2 separate regions of the Gossypium hirsutum genome follow, and region 2 is linked to region 1. Evidence: chromatin contacts called from public Hi-C data. All regions are on one chromosome and are shown on one strand. Each heading gives the region's core, a stretch centred on a gene start, on an enhancer-like site or on the middle of the called end of the contact. The rest is flanking DNA. Distances are from core to core; before and after follow the strand shown.

What was found. A called contact is a pair of places that touch in the nucleus more often than the background predicts.
Region 2: a contact with region 1 is called in a Hi-C map of leaf, with 1.6 times the contacts expected there. The contact joins the promoter of LOC107941345 here to the promoter of LOC107939031 in region 1. A contact is called at or near these places in 4 of 34 Hi-C or Micro-C datasets (leaf and petal).

The regions. Positions count from the first base shown.
Region 1 is chrD09:1,993,408-1,999,809 of Gossypium_hirsutum_v2.1, forward strand. LOC107939031 (WD repeat-containing protein 26 homolog) reads right to left here and starts at 3,819. Exons shown (of 6, transcript XM_016872317.2): 1 at 3,542-3,819; 2 at 185-1,071. The coding sequence starts at 982.
Region 2 is chrD09:2,197,218-2,203,619 of Gossypium_hirsutum_v2.1, forward strand. It overlaps LOC107941345 (ubiquitin-like domain-containing CTD phosphatase 1), which reads left to right and starts at 2,973. Exons shown (of 8, transcript XM_016874903.2): 1 at 2,973-3,149; 2 at 4,194-4,437; 3 at 4,578-4,790; 4 at 4,888-4,969; 5 at 5,088-5,154; 6 at 6,071-6,256; 7 at 6,385-6,402. The coding sequence starts at 4,365. LOC121221085 (eukaryotic translation initiation factor 3 subunit M) reads right to left here and starts at 3,417. Exons shown (of 10, transcript XM_041101554.1): 1 at 2,675-3,417; 2 at 2,457-2,586. The coding sequence starts at 2,767.

The sequences.
Region 1 (6,402 bases), core at 2,569-5,068:
ATTTTTAATTTGCATAAAATTAACCCAAGAAAATAAAAAGAGAATGAATTGTGTACAATCTGTTATGTAATAATGCACAATGCACATGGAAATTTGCATCGATAAAAGAAATTGCTATCTTAAAATAAATAACAAAAGATGAATAACCAAAAAAAGAAATCTGATAAGCAGAACAGAGTCTAACCTGCAATGCTTGAGAAGGAATTTGATCTCTCCCACACTGATGATCAGAATATAGTGACATTTCCTTATCCAGAGAGTTGTGAAACATGCAAGCATCGCGTTGCAAGACGAGGGCCTGTTCAACTAAATGCTCCAACCTTCCTTCAGGGACCATAACTGTAGCTGGAAGCAGCTTCTGTAATTCTTCCAATAATTTGCTCCGAGATCTTGCCCTCACTGTATCTTGTTTCGGAGACCGAGTGGGAGAACAGTAAGATGGTGACACAATGTATGAAGAAAGCTCACGTACTCTACTATCATTGACACCAAGAGGTGCAATCTCAGTCCTCAATGTGTTCAGAGCATCCATTGCTTTTTCTTCATCCAAAAGTTCAAAGAACTTCTGTTCCAATATCAGAAAAGAGGCAGATTTTACTGTCCTTTCATCTGTTAGACCAATATTACGCAATGTGACAACACTTTCATCCCAATTTCCCTCGAGAATTTGCCGCATAAAGACATTGACCACAGAAGAATGTAATGGTATCCCTGACTCTTCCTCTAGATGAGCACCACTCTTTATATAACCAAGAGAGTATAATGCTTTTGCTATTATTCGGACAAATTCTACCTTATTTATTACTCCTTTTGAACCAACAACTTCTTCGCCCCCTTCAGACTGTAGGGGCCGAGCCATCAGGTCACACGAAGACCCAGCTACAGGCTCTTTAATAGTTGAACCGTTTGAAAGACGTCTCAATTCTTCAGAGGATAGTTTCATACGTTTTGAGGCTGGTTCATCATCCTCTACACCTCCCATGAAATGTGCACCTCAGCCCATATATTAAGTGGTACAGAAATGCCAATATGGATAAGTAAATGCCTCTATGAATCACTAGGAGCAAGCCCCTGCATAAAATGGTCAAAAAGGGGATGTAGTAGGCTCTTAAAGTTGGCCATAAGAAAGAGATAGAAGTACAGAAAAATTCAAGGATTATCAATGTGAGAGAAAAAGAATTCAAAATTATGAGAAGGTTACATCTTATTTCCTGAAAGTAATCGATTTAGTTATCCCTCATAAAAGGTGCATGTACAAACCTTTTTTATTTTTTATATCTAAATATCATTTCTTTCCCACATGAAAGTTCATAAAACCTTGATCCTCTTGATAGTTAAAAATGCCATCATACTACAATGCTTTTGAGTCAATCATCACAATGCAAACACAGAATTTCTACCGCAAAGAGAAAGATTTAGATTCAAAGAACAGGGGTATAAGGGAAAAGGCAGCGAGGCCCCAAAAAAATGAGAGAAAATAATAGAAAAGATTCAGGCCAGAGCCTAAATGGCATCCATAGGGCACTTCGGTTAATCTTAATAACTTTGAAAGAACCTTCATCTGTAGAGACCAGTTATCATATGAGGTTATAGCTAACTCATAATAATAATAAGTTCAATATAAGCTTCTTTCACAAAGAAAAATAGTCATAGGAACTTAAGTTTCTAGCTAGGAGAAAAAACAAAAATCTATTTTGATTAAGGCATCATCCCCCTAATATTGCACAGTTTACATTTCCAGCCATTATTTAAAACGTAACAGTCAAATCCAATCAACATTACGTAAATACCCCAACAACTGACTCGACCCATAGGATGTACATAATTGCAGCTGATCACATCACTTGTGGTTTACCTCCTAAGATATAACACAATGGTAACATAGTTGTCTGTCTAGAATAAAAATATTTACACTGTACAGCAATGGATATCGTATAGCCCACAAAAGGTACAATGGATAAGTCCACTAATTAGTTAGCCTAAGGGATCCAATGTAAATTGTACGATCTCAAAGTTGAAATTACAGCCAAAAATCAAATTCAGGTGAACTTTGCACCTGTAAGGCAAATTACAAAGATCACTGAGCTTCCCTTACCTTCTTCGAACAATTTATTAATTTAATATAACTGAAGATCCTACATATAAATAAGAAAAATAATACATCATTCTAGCTACAAACATGACTTTAGCCCCAATAATTTGCATTGGATGTGGAAAAAAGAAAAGAGGAAGATTCCATTAATTTGACATAACTAAATATGGTATAAATATAAAAAAGAAAACCAATATAAGAACTTAACCTCAACGTATTTGTATCCTAAAGGAAACAAAAGGTACATACAGTACCAATATATCATTCAGAGATTGTTCTTACCATACTATTCTTCCAAATTGCAGAAACATTGCTTCCAAATTAGTCATATTTGAAGCAATTCTACTGCTATTATCATGATTTGCTAACACAATCTGACATCAAACTTTGTTGTTTTTGAAAATTTTCTTTGTGATAAAAAGATTGATGTTTATAATCCTGTGGCCAACTATAAACTAGAAGCAATTGGGAGTTTGGGAGTACCACCTTTGCTACTTTAGTTCACAAAGCTGCACAAGTGCAAATTGTTAACAAATTGTGGCAAAATTGGGAAACTTCAATCATGACTTAGACAATTAGAGTAAAGTTAACATTATATACATCTTTAAATCAATTAGTTGTTATACATTTGCATCAAACTAGAGTCAAAATGAAAAGCGGAACGTAGACATAAGCATAAAGGACTGACAAAGAATAAGGTTTGTTTTGCTAGGATGGTGACGAAAATTGAGCAAAAACAATTCTTAATATCAATGTGCAACCCTGAGAAGATTGCAGATTTCAAAAACCTAGCTGTCAGCTTAAAGGTCTAAAGTCAAATGCTGAGTTGGTTATAACATGTAATTAAGTAATGAAACCTGCATTTATAATTTATTGGAGGAATCAGGCTGCCGCAATATCTATAAATGATGAAGTTCAAGCAATACAAATTACATTAAAAATAAGATGATTATAACAAAAGAAAAAAAAAGGAAGGCCCTTTTCACCAGCAGTAACACGCAGAGCGAAGAAATAAAATGGTTTGAGATCCAAATTTGAGTAAAATCAAGTTCTTAGCAGAAATTATGCAAAACCCACATCAGAAATACAATAAAAAATGTAGTCTCTAAGTACCAAGCAGATAAAACTAATAACATAGAAATATAGTTTAAGAAAAAACAAAAGCTTAGCAGATAAAACTTATAACATAAAAATATAGTTTAAAAAAACAAAAGCTACTAACCAATTAGCTCTAAACCAAACCTTACCCAAGACCAGCAAAAAAAAAAAAAAAGATTGCAAGGTAAATCAGCACAAAATCAGCAGCAAGAAAGAAAAATCTGGAATACCCACAAAGGGATTGTGAACAAACAAGCCGATTCAGATCAGAAAAAATCGGATTGAGAAACCAACTAATCAAGAACCGTGAAAGAACTGGAAAATATAATGATTAGGAACAAAAACGATTACCCTGTTCTTATTTGTCGGCAACCACTTGATTTTATGCAACAAACAGAGGAAATAAATCGAAAGAAAAAAAAAGGTATAAGGGATTCAAATCAGATGAAAAAGTCTAAAGGGGTAACCGCACCCAAGGGCAAGAAAGGTAAGCGTTTGGTACCTTTGCAAAGGGGTAGAGCACGAGATTTTAAGAGCTTTTTTCCCTTGTTTTTTCCTTTGCGTGGAGGAAACCACCTCAAATGGGGGCTATAAAGAGCGTGAGAGGATGGCTTTGTGCCTTTAAGAATTGAGCTATTAGCTTGAGGAAATGGGGCTTTTTGAGCAGTTTCAAATCCAGGCCGTACATGATCACCGAAGCCTTGATGATAGATTGGGCTCGTAGCAAAATCAATGGTCTTATGTGATGATTACTTTGCTATATCTTTTGTATAATGAATGTTTTTATTATTATTTTGGGACGGGTAAAAGTATTAGCATGCTACTAAGAGTCAATTTGTATTTTTTTATATTTATTTAAAAATAAGTAAATTAATCTTTACATGTTAGATTAAAAAGTAAATTAATCATTACTGTTAAAATTTTCATTTATTTCTACTTTTAAAAACTAGCATGGTACGAAATAACCAGATAGTTACACTTGACATGCCTCGTATACCTCATGCTGACATATGGTGACTAGTTTTTAATAGTAGAAATGGATGAAACTTATAATAGAAGGACCAATTGTTTTTTGATTTAATGTACGGGGACGAATTTACCTATTTTTTTTTAGTAGAGGGCAAAACGCAATCTAACTTCTAGTACAAGTGTCACGGGTCGCGGATCAAAGTGTTGGAAAAAATCAATTTGAAAAGGGTTTTCTTGCACAACAGAAAATAAAAATTTTGAAAACCAACCTAGTTTGTGATATTTATAGCAATAAACCTTAGACCGAAAACGTACTTGTGTTTCCAGATAGACGGATCCTTGTCGTTCCTGGCTTTCAACCAAATGGTCTTCTCCACTATTCTTGTACCACGAATTGCCTCGAGTGTGGGTTTGATCAAATTGAATCAAACACATAAACTAGAAATAATTTTTTTTCTTTTTGGGTGAAAACGAAAATTCTCTTCTCAAATAAAAACCGGTAGAATCGTTATTCCGGAAAATATATTTAATTCTTAGAGATTAAAAGTCCCTTTATTTTCGAACAAAATCACAATATTTTAAAATTTTGTAAATAGTCCTATCATTGACATCTATTTATATGGAGAAAAGGTAGGACCATTGTTGAATTAAAGAAGTTTATTTGAAATAGAAAAACACTCTCTACTTAAAGTAGGATTAGGGTTGGCGGCATACCCCTAGAATTCCTACTAAGGTTGCTGCCCCTTCATATTCCATGAGGGGATTTTGGATCACTCTCACATTGGGTCCAATTACGAGTACTTCCCAGACTTTTCGACCTAGTACTTTGTAATCTGATTCAACTTGATTCTATTTTTCTATTTCCCAAAATAAATTTCAATATTTATATTTAAGTAATTTTCATCATAATTTCACCTGACGATTTTACCTTTGATAAAATTTATGAGAAAATATATTTAATATTTTATCATTTAACTTGTTCACTATGACCGTATGATTTATTTTTATTTTTCGGGCTTTAAAATAGCTCAAAAACATAAACTCAATCTTCCAATCATTTTTTAGAATTCTTTGTTAATTTCTAAATGAATTCATTTCTCATTTTCATTTTCATTTCCATTTCTATTTCCATTTTATTTTGAGAAAACCACATTCATTCCTAAATGATTCCATTTTCTCCATTTTCATTTTGGAGAAAACCATAACCATTTCTTGAATGTTTTACATTTCTCTATTTCTATTCATTTTATTCATTTTGATTCAATATGCAATTCATTTATGGTTTTAACAAGCTAGCAGAGGGACCGATTAGACATATGCAATTGAGGTTAAATCATTTATAATTAAGTTCCATCTTTTCGCCTATTAATTATAAACTCATTTAGTCACGAAGTTATTCCACTATAGTATCGTAACTAAGCTCTCCCCAACGACATACTATTACAAAAGCAACTCGATTAGTACTCCTCCAATGACCTTGTCATAAGTGTATTACCCTTATAGGATATCATTAATCTCTTTGGGATAATATTCGGTCTCCCATTATGATGCTATTTTATCTCATAGTAACCATTACATCTTCCTTCATAAAAAGCCAATTACTATCAAATAGTGATCAAGTCATCCATCATAAAGACGAACGACCTCTGGCCACGTTTACTTTTCATCAACCATGTAATGCCAATGAGAGGATATCATTTACCCATGTCTCAAGCTATGAATTTCACTGTTGTGAATGACGCTACATACTGTAGAAGTCGTATAAGCAATGCACCAACTTTCGATTCCTTATCTATTCGAACTCTAGCTTTTACTTACATAAAAGTGTGCAAGTCACACATACATAATCTGTCATCCACTCAAGATTTAGGTATGCCACACTCTGAACGTCACAAGTAAATAAATCCATAAACGGATTCAAGATATATTATTCTTGTGTCCTGTTTGGTGTACTGTTAGTCCAGTCAGTCACATATATGTCTCTATCTTCTGAGAGTAGTCCATTCTGATGCTCAAGACAAATCATCTCTCCAGTTAGACTTGATAGACGACATATTAGTCTTTTAATAGGTTTGTTCATTTTCGATTAGACTAATGACACGTTTAGGTTCATCTACTAATATAAGATGTCTTTTTGTATTACGATCTGACCACGTAATACCGCTTAGTATTAGTTTAAACATTAGACAACCAATGAGCAACATTTTCTTCCATTTTGCTTTGCGTGCAAAACCCATATAAGG
Region 2 (6,402 bases), core at 1,723-4,222, 200 kb after region 1:
ATAGCAATGTCAAACAATATATCTAAAACACCATAACATCCAAACAATCACAAATATTAAGAAAAATTAGGAATTTTCAAAGACAAAATTCTTTTTAAAAAAAAATCAAAACCCCTTTTTACATTACTTGGAAGTTAAAACACTGAAGTTTTACCTTAGAAATCTTAAAGGTTTCTTAATTTCTCCAAGATTGGGTTTCTCTTCCAACACAAGCTCAAGAATTATATGAGTGGCATAAAAAAAAAATCTTAAACATTACTTAACTCCTCGAAGATTGGGTTTCTCTTTCAACACAAGCTCAAGAATTCTATGGGTGGCATAAAAAAATCAGGGTTGCTTTAAACTCCACCCACTTTGGGTTTTTACCCTAGAATTGCATTCTTTCTTTTTTTATTGTGTTACCATTTTGAGAATTCAAATCTCTCCCAAAATTCAATTTTAGTTCTAATAGATGGCATAAAATCTGACGACAAATTCTTCAACTTAGCTAATCATGTATGATCAAAATGGATTTAAAGGCACAAAATGTAACCCAGGGTTCAAGGCTACAAAAGAAAGGATAGTCTAGACCAAATAACTATTTGAAGGCAAACCAAGAACCATTTCTTTCCATTAGGAACTTCCTATTTCTTCTTTTTTTTTTCCTTTCACTCATTTCATTTCTTTCTTCTTGTTTTGTTTTCTTTATTCACACTTTTCTTTCCCTTCTTTTCATTTTCACCTTTTGTTGTTGCCTCTCGAAATGAGTTCAAATTTCCAAGCTCTCTTACATTTGCACCTATATCTTGAGGCTCCAATTTCACAGCATAAATGAAAACCACCGGCCCATTTTTTAGACAACTAATTTTGTACTAGACACCAAAAACTCGATTATCCCTAATCTAAGTCCCAAGGTTTTGCTTAAATTGAGTCTCGTAAAATAGACTGAGACCTTTGGCACGTTCAAAAGGAACCTAAAGATCCCGATACAGGAGTTAATAGGAGAGTTAAAATTGGAAGGCTCAAATTAAAAAAGTCAACCATGCATCCTTAAAGTGAAAAGTCAACATTTTGAGAGAGTTAAAATGGATGAGTTAAATGAGCTTAATGAGTGGGAGAAATGGAAGTAAGAAGGGGGCAAATTATAGTCCCATCCTATGTTGCTCGAACTCTTCATTTTTCTCTAAGTACCCATGTTCAGCACTTGTGTCCAATAGTTGGATACAAGGATATACCCTCCAAAGATCTTCCAAATGCATGAAAAAACATAGAAAAATCTAACCATGATTGTGTCAGATACATATATGCATCACTCACACCTGAACACAAGTAACATAAGTTCCACCCCATTTTCATCTGTCGGCTAGGCACATCACGCATGTTCATTATCAAATGCAACTTGCCTAAAGTGGTCTACATTGCTTTTCTTGTCTGGCACTAAGGTATAGTGTTGTAAGGCATACGCCTCGTGCCTTAGCATTAGACAACAAAAGCGCCTCAGACCCTTTCTCATGAGGTCCATTTGATAATTGATCAAGCATGCACTTGGTCCACCTCAGCGCACTCTTTGCAAGGCAATAGGCACAAAAAAGAAAAGCCCACCCAACCAAGGTTACCTTTAACTTCTATTATTTTTCACATTTTTGTTAGATATATCTTCACTGGTAAGAAAGGAATAGAATCCAATTCTATATTCCTCAATTATTTGAGTATTCAACATAGAAATGGACCATCTTGACCAACAAAAAAATTTACATGTTTTGTAGATAAAGTAGACCATATATATGATATATATATCACATATATATATAGAGCTTTATATGTATATATATGACATATATACATAGATAAATTCATAGACAGACACGTACAAAGTTTCACCCATGTACATATAGCGCTTTACTTCACTCAAGTTGGAGTCTTCTTTTTTTTTTTCTTTCTTTGCCTTACACCTAGAGGCAACATTGGGTCCTAGTGCCTAGAGAGCACCCTGCACCCTTGACAACATCGCTAAGGCAAAAGGCCTAAGCGCATGCCTTAACAACACCAGCTGAATCCATTTCCATGCCATTGCAACTCAAATAAATAAATAGAAGTTACAAGTGACTTCAAAACAAAAGTTCGATCTACTGCACTAAGAAGTAAGAAATAAAACTTAGTTTGAAAGATCTCAACTATTTTGTCAAAAGAAGTTGCAGACTTGGTAGCTGTTATGTACTCAAATGATTAAAACTGGAGAAAATCAAAACCAACCATTTATTTTCCAGAAAGTTGAATCTTTAATTTATAGATTTTTGAAAACATTATTTGTTTGTAATTCCAAACACGCTTTAAGAAAATGCAACAACTTGACATAATATTAAGAATTCCACAAACTTCATTGAAACGCGAATGAAGCTAAGAAAATAATATTCATCTCAATTCATAAATCTCCCAAATTATTCAAATAAATAAAAAAGAAAAGGGGTAATTTGTACCTTTATCAGAGACCTTGGAAAACACCAAATCAGCAGAAGTAAGCATCAAAGAAGCTAAATCCAACCGTCTTCCCATCACTATACACTCTTGCGCTTCCATACAAAGTCTCGTCACTTGCGGCTCCGCAACCTTCCACCATAATTGAGCAAAACAAAATTAATGAAAATTTGAAATTTCTGATTTAAGAATTTCTTTTTGGAAAATAAATTGAGGTTACCTCTGGACCAGCATCGGCCCAAGCGAGTTCGGACGTGAAGCGGACGACGGCGAGAGCGGGATCATCTTCGGAGGTTGGAACGACTGTGGTCATTGTCGTTTTGCAGCTCTCTGTAAAACCCTGGCTTCGCTTTGGTAGGGGGCGACAAAGCAGACAGAAGAGCAGCAAGAGAGCGAGTGGAAAACCCTCAGTTTTTTTTTTTTAAGTCATTATTATTTTAAAGATATTAGTTATATTTTTAAGGAATTTGGATTGGTACGGACAGTTAAAAACCAGACCAGATCCAAAAGAACTGAAAGTATTCATCATAAAACGGCGTCGTCTACAAGTAGCTTAAACCCAAAGTAATAATGAGAGGGGGCGGTGGGTAGATATAAGAGAAAAGTAAGATCTATAGGATACTAATAAGTCGTTTATCTTTTTCTACAAAATCCCAATCTCTGACATCAACAACTGAATCCCATTTCTCTAAGAGGTCTGTTCTTCTTCTTCTTCTTCTTCTTCTTCTTCTTAATACCTACTTTTTTGGTTTTTAACATACCCTGTGTTAGGATTTATGGGTCTCTCTCTGTGTATTTGAAGTGTTGTTACATGTTCTTTCTTAAGCTTAATTCTTTGTTCTAAGAACGGATTTGCTATTGTAATCACGGAAAAGCCTGGAATTTTGTGTTGAGGCAAAGATAAAATTAAAAAGGACTTGGGGGCAGAAGATGATTTTTTTTGTGTGTGTTCAAATGATTGACTTTTTGGAGAGGATAGAAATGCAATTTGTTTTCGTTAAAATGGACTAAATTAAACTGTTAATTTTTGAAAGGGATTAAAAGTGAAATTATACCATTTAACCCTGGCTTCCACCCTGATTGGAGTACAATTATTTTTTATATACACCACAGCAGTGGAGTTCAAAAACTATTTGTTTTACCAGATTTATGCACTTTTATTTGTTCATGTTGGTTTAACTATGATAAGAAACCCAATGTTGAGTTATACTAAGTTTGTATAGTTAGATAAATCAACAACTAAAAGGTATAACTATGTTCCTTCGACTCTTCATTATCCTTGAACTATCTGTGTCCGACTTATAGAAGGGTATGCCCCTTTAAAATTATGGAAGAATACAAAAAATTTATCCTTAGTCCAAGCAACATAGGGGTATAATACAACTCTCCATACTTGAATCTTAGTACAAAAAGCTGGTTGGACTATAATGTTTTTGCTAGGTCATGTGAGTTTATAAACTTGGAACATATAGATGTGTTCTGTAGATTGTTCATAATTTAACTGGATGACTTGAGTTAGAATATGTATTTTAGCATTTAGACTATTTTTGTATTTTAGACTCTGGGTATGGGAGACTGTTTGCCTAGATATCCAATCCATTGAATTGTTTGGTTGTTCCTAAATAACGAAGAGAAAATTTTATGTGGAATCATGAATGGTTAACTAATAGCGCCGAGCATGAAGTTTGCATGTTATATTAGTAAGTTTGCTTCATCATGTCATTTGATACTTATTGCAGGGCCCTATCAAAAAAGGGAATGAATTGAGGAGGTTGGGGGAAACATGGAGGCTGACTTGGTTAAGGAAAATGATAGAAAACGATCATTGCATGAAAACCATGGGTTTTCAACTAATTCTGATTCTTTCTCAATAGCCAATATTGAAATGCAAGGTAGCTTTGTAGAATTAAATGAGTCGCAAGCTTCATTTGTGGGAACTTTCGAGACAGGCAAGGATGCAGCCCAGATTTTTTCAGAAACAAGGTCAGCGATTAGAAAGAAAACCAAGTTTAGGAAAAGGATGGAGCAGCTTGATTCCTCGGACTGTAGTGATCAAAGTCAGATTGATAAGCATCCTGAGGAAGTTGGCCTTACTAACACTGATCAAACGAATACTGTTTCAGGTCCAACTCTATCGGATGAAGGGAATAGTGAAGAAAAGATTGATTCATTTGATGCAAATGAAACAAGTGATGTATCTCTTGCTATTGTTATACCTCCTGTTAGTCAATCGAGGAAAAAGCTGCTTGTTCTTGATTTGAATGGGTTACTTGCCGATATAGTCTATAATCCTTCAATTGATTGCACTCCAGATGCACTTGTTGCAGGACGGGCAGGTAAGAACTTGGTTTCAAAAACTTTATATGCTTGTTAATGCTTTTTGCATTCTAAATATTTTTAAAACTAATTGGAAATTTGCTTCTTTTCTGCCAGTTTTTAAGAGACCCTACTGTGATGATTTTTTGAAGTTCTGTTGTGAGAGGTTTGAAGTTGGTATCTGGTCTTCAAGAAACAGGTACTTCTCATTTTTTTTCTTTTGGAAACAAATAATTTATTGCCTTCTCTTAGTGCTAGATTGTTGCCATGGAGAATTGATGTATCATCTTAGTTGCTGGAATTTTGAACTTTTGCAGGAAAAATGTGGAAAGATTTATTGATTTTCTGATGGGAGATATGAAACAAAAATTGCTGTTTTGTTGGGTAATTATGGCCTGTTTCATTTTACTTTCTGTTAAACCATGCAATCTGCATAATTCTTCTTTATGTTTTTGTTTTCTAAGTCATCTTCGATAGCATTGCCTTGTCGTTATCTATAGTTAAGAAAATGTTCAAGCTAAAAGCAGTCAAGATTGATGGTTGTCACTAACAAGAGTAAATATTGAATCTTCGAGCTGTTTAACCTTTGATTTTTATTTTCAGAAAAGAAAAGAAAAGGCCTGCTTGGTCCCTTTACCTAAGAAAATGCTCTTGCTGATTGGTATTCAATCACCAGCAAGAGTAAAGATTGAATCTTCGAGCTGTTTAACCTTTGCTTTTGTATTATCAGAAAAAGAAAGAAGAAAAATGGCCTGCTTGGTACCCATCTAAGAAATTGCTCTTGCTGATTGATATTCGATCACCAGCAAGGGTAAAGACTGAATCTTTGAGCTGTTTAACCTTTGCTTAGAATTCTCAGGAAAAGAAAAGGAAAAAAGGCCATCTTGTTGTCCCTGCCTAGAAAGTGCTCCAGCTGATTGGTGGTCAATCACTAGCAAGAGCAAACATTGAATCTTCGAGCCATTTAACCTTTGCTTTCTGTTCCATAAAGAAGAAAAAACCCAATGAGTAACGAAATTCAATTTCCTTAGTTTCAGGATTAGTTGCTTTTCTGACACCATTTTACATAAGAGCTAAGATAAAGAGATAGCATGAGAAGATATTGAGTGCCTAAGTAGTAATGCCGTGCTTGAACAGTTCATGAAGTAATATGTCGTAATTCTTGAAGATTATTTGGGTACATACAAATGTACTGGTCTAATTTCATTAATGCTTTTTGCATCAACTACGATTTTATATGCAATTAAACTGGGAACAGTTCCAATTCTGATTCATTTGCTTTATGCACAATATTTATTAGGATTCGTCTTACTGCACCACGACACAATTCAATACTCTTGGGCATAAATATAAGCCCTTGGTTTTTAAAGATTTGAGGAAGCTTTGGGAAAAACATGACCCTGATCTTGCATGGGAGAAGGGATATTATAACGAATCAAACACGTTGTTGATAGATGATTCTCCCTACAAAGCACTGCTTAATCCCGTAAGTTAACGGACTACTTCATTTTGTTTTATTTTTTTGTTTAGATCACTAATATTTTCCTTTGTCTTCCTAACATAGGTCCCTGATATATATATATATATTTTTCGATTTTCTACTAATCTTTGCAGCCACATACTGCAATATTT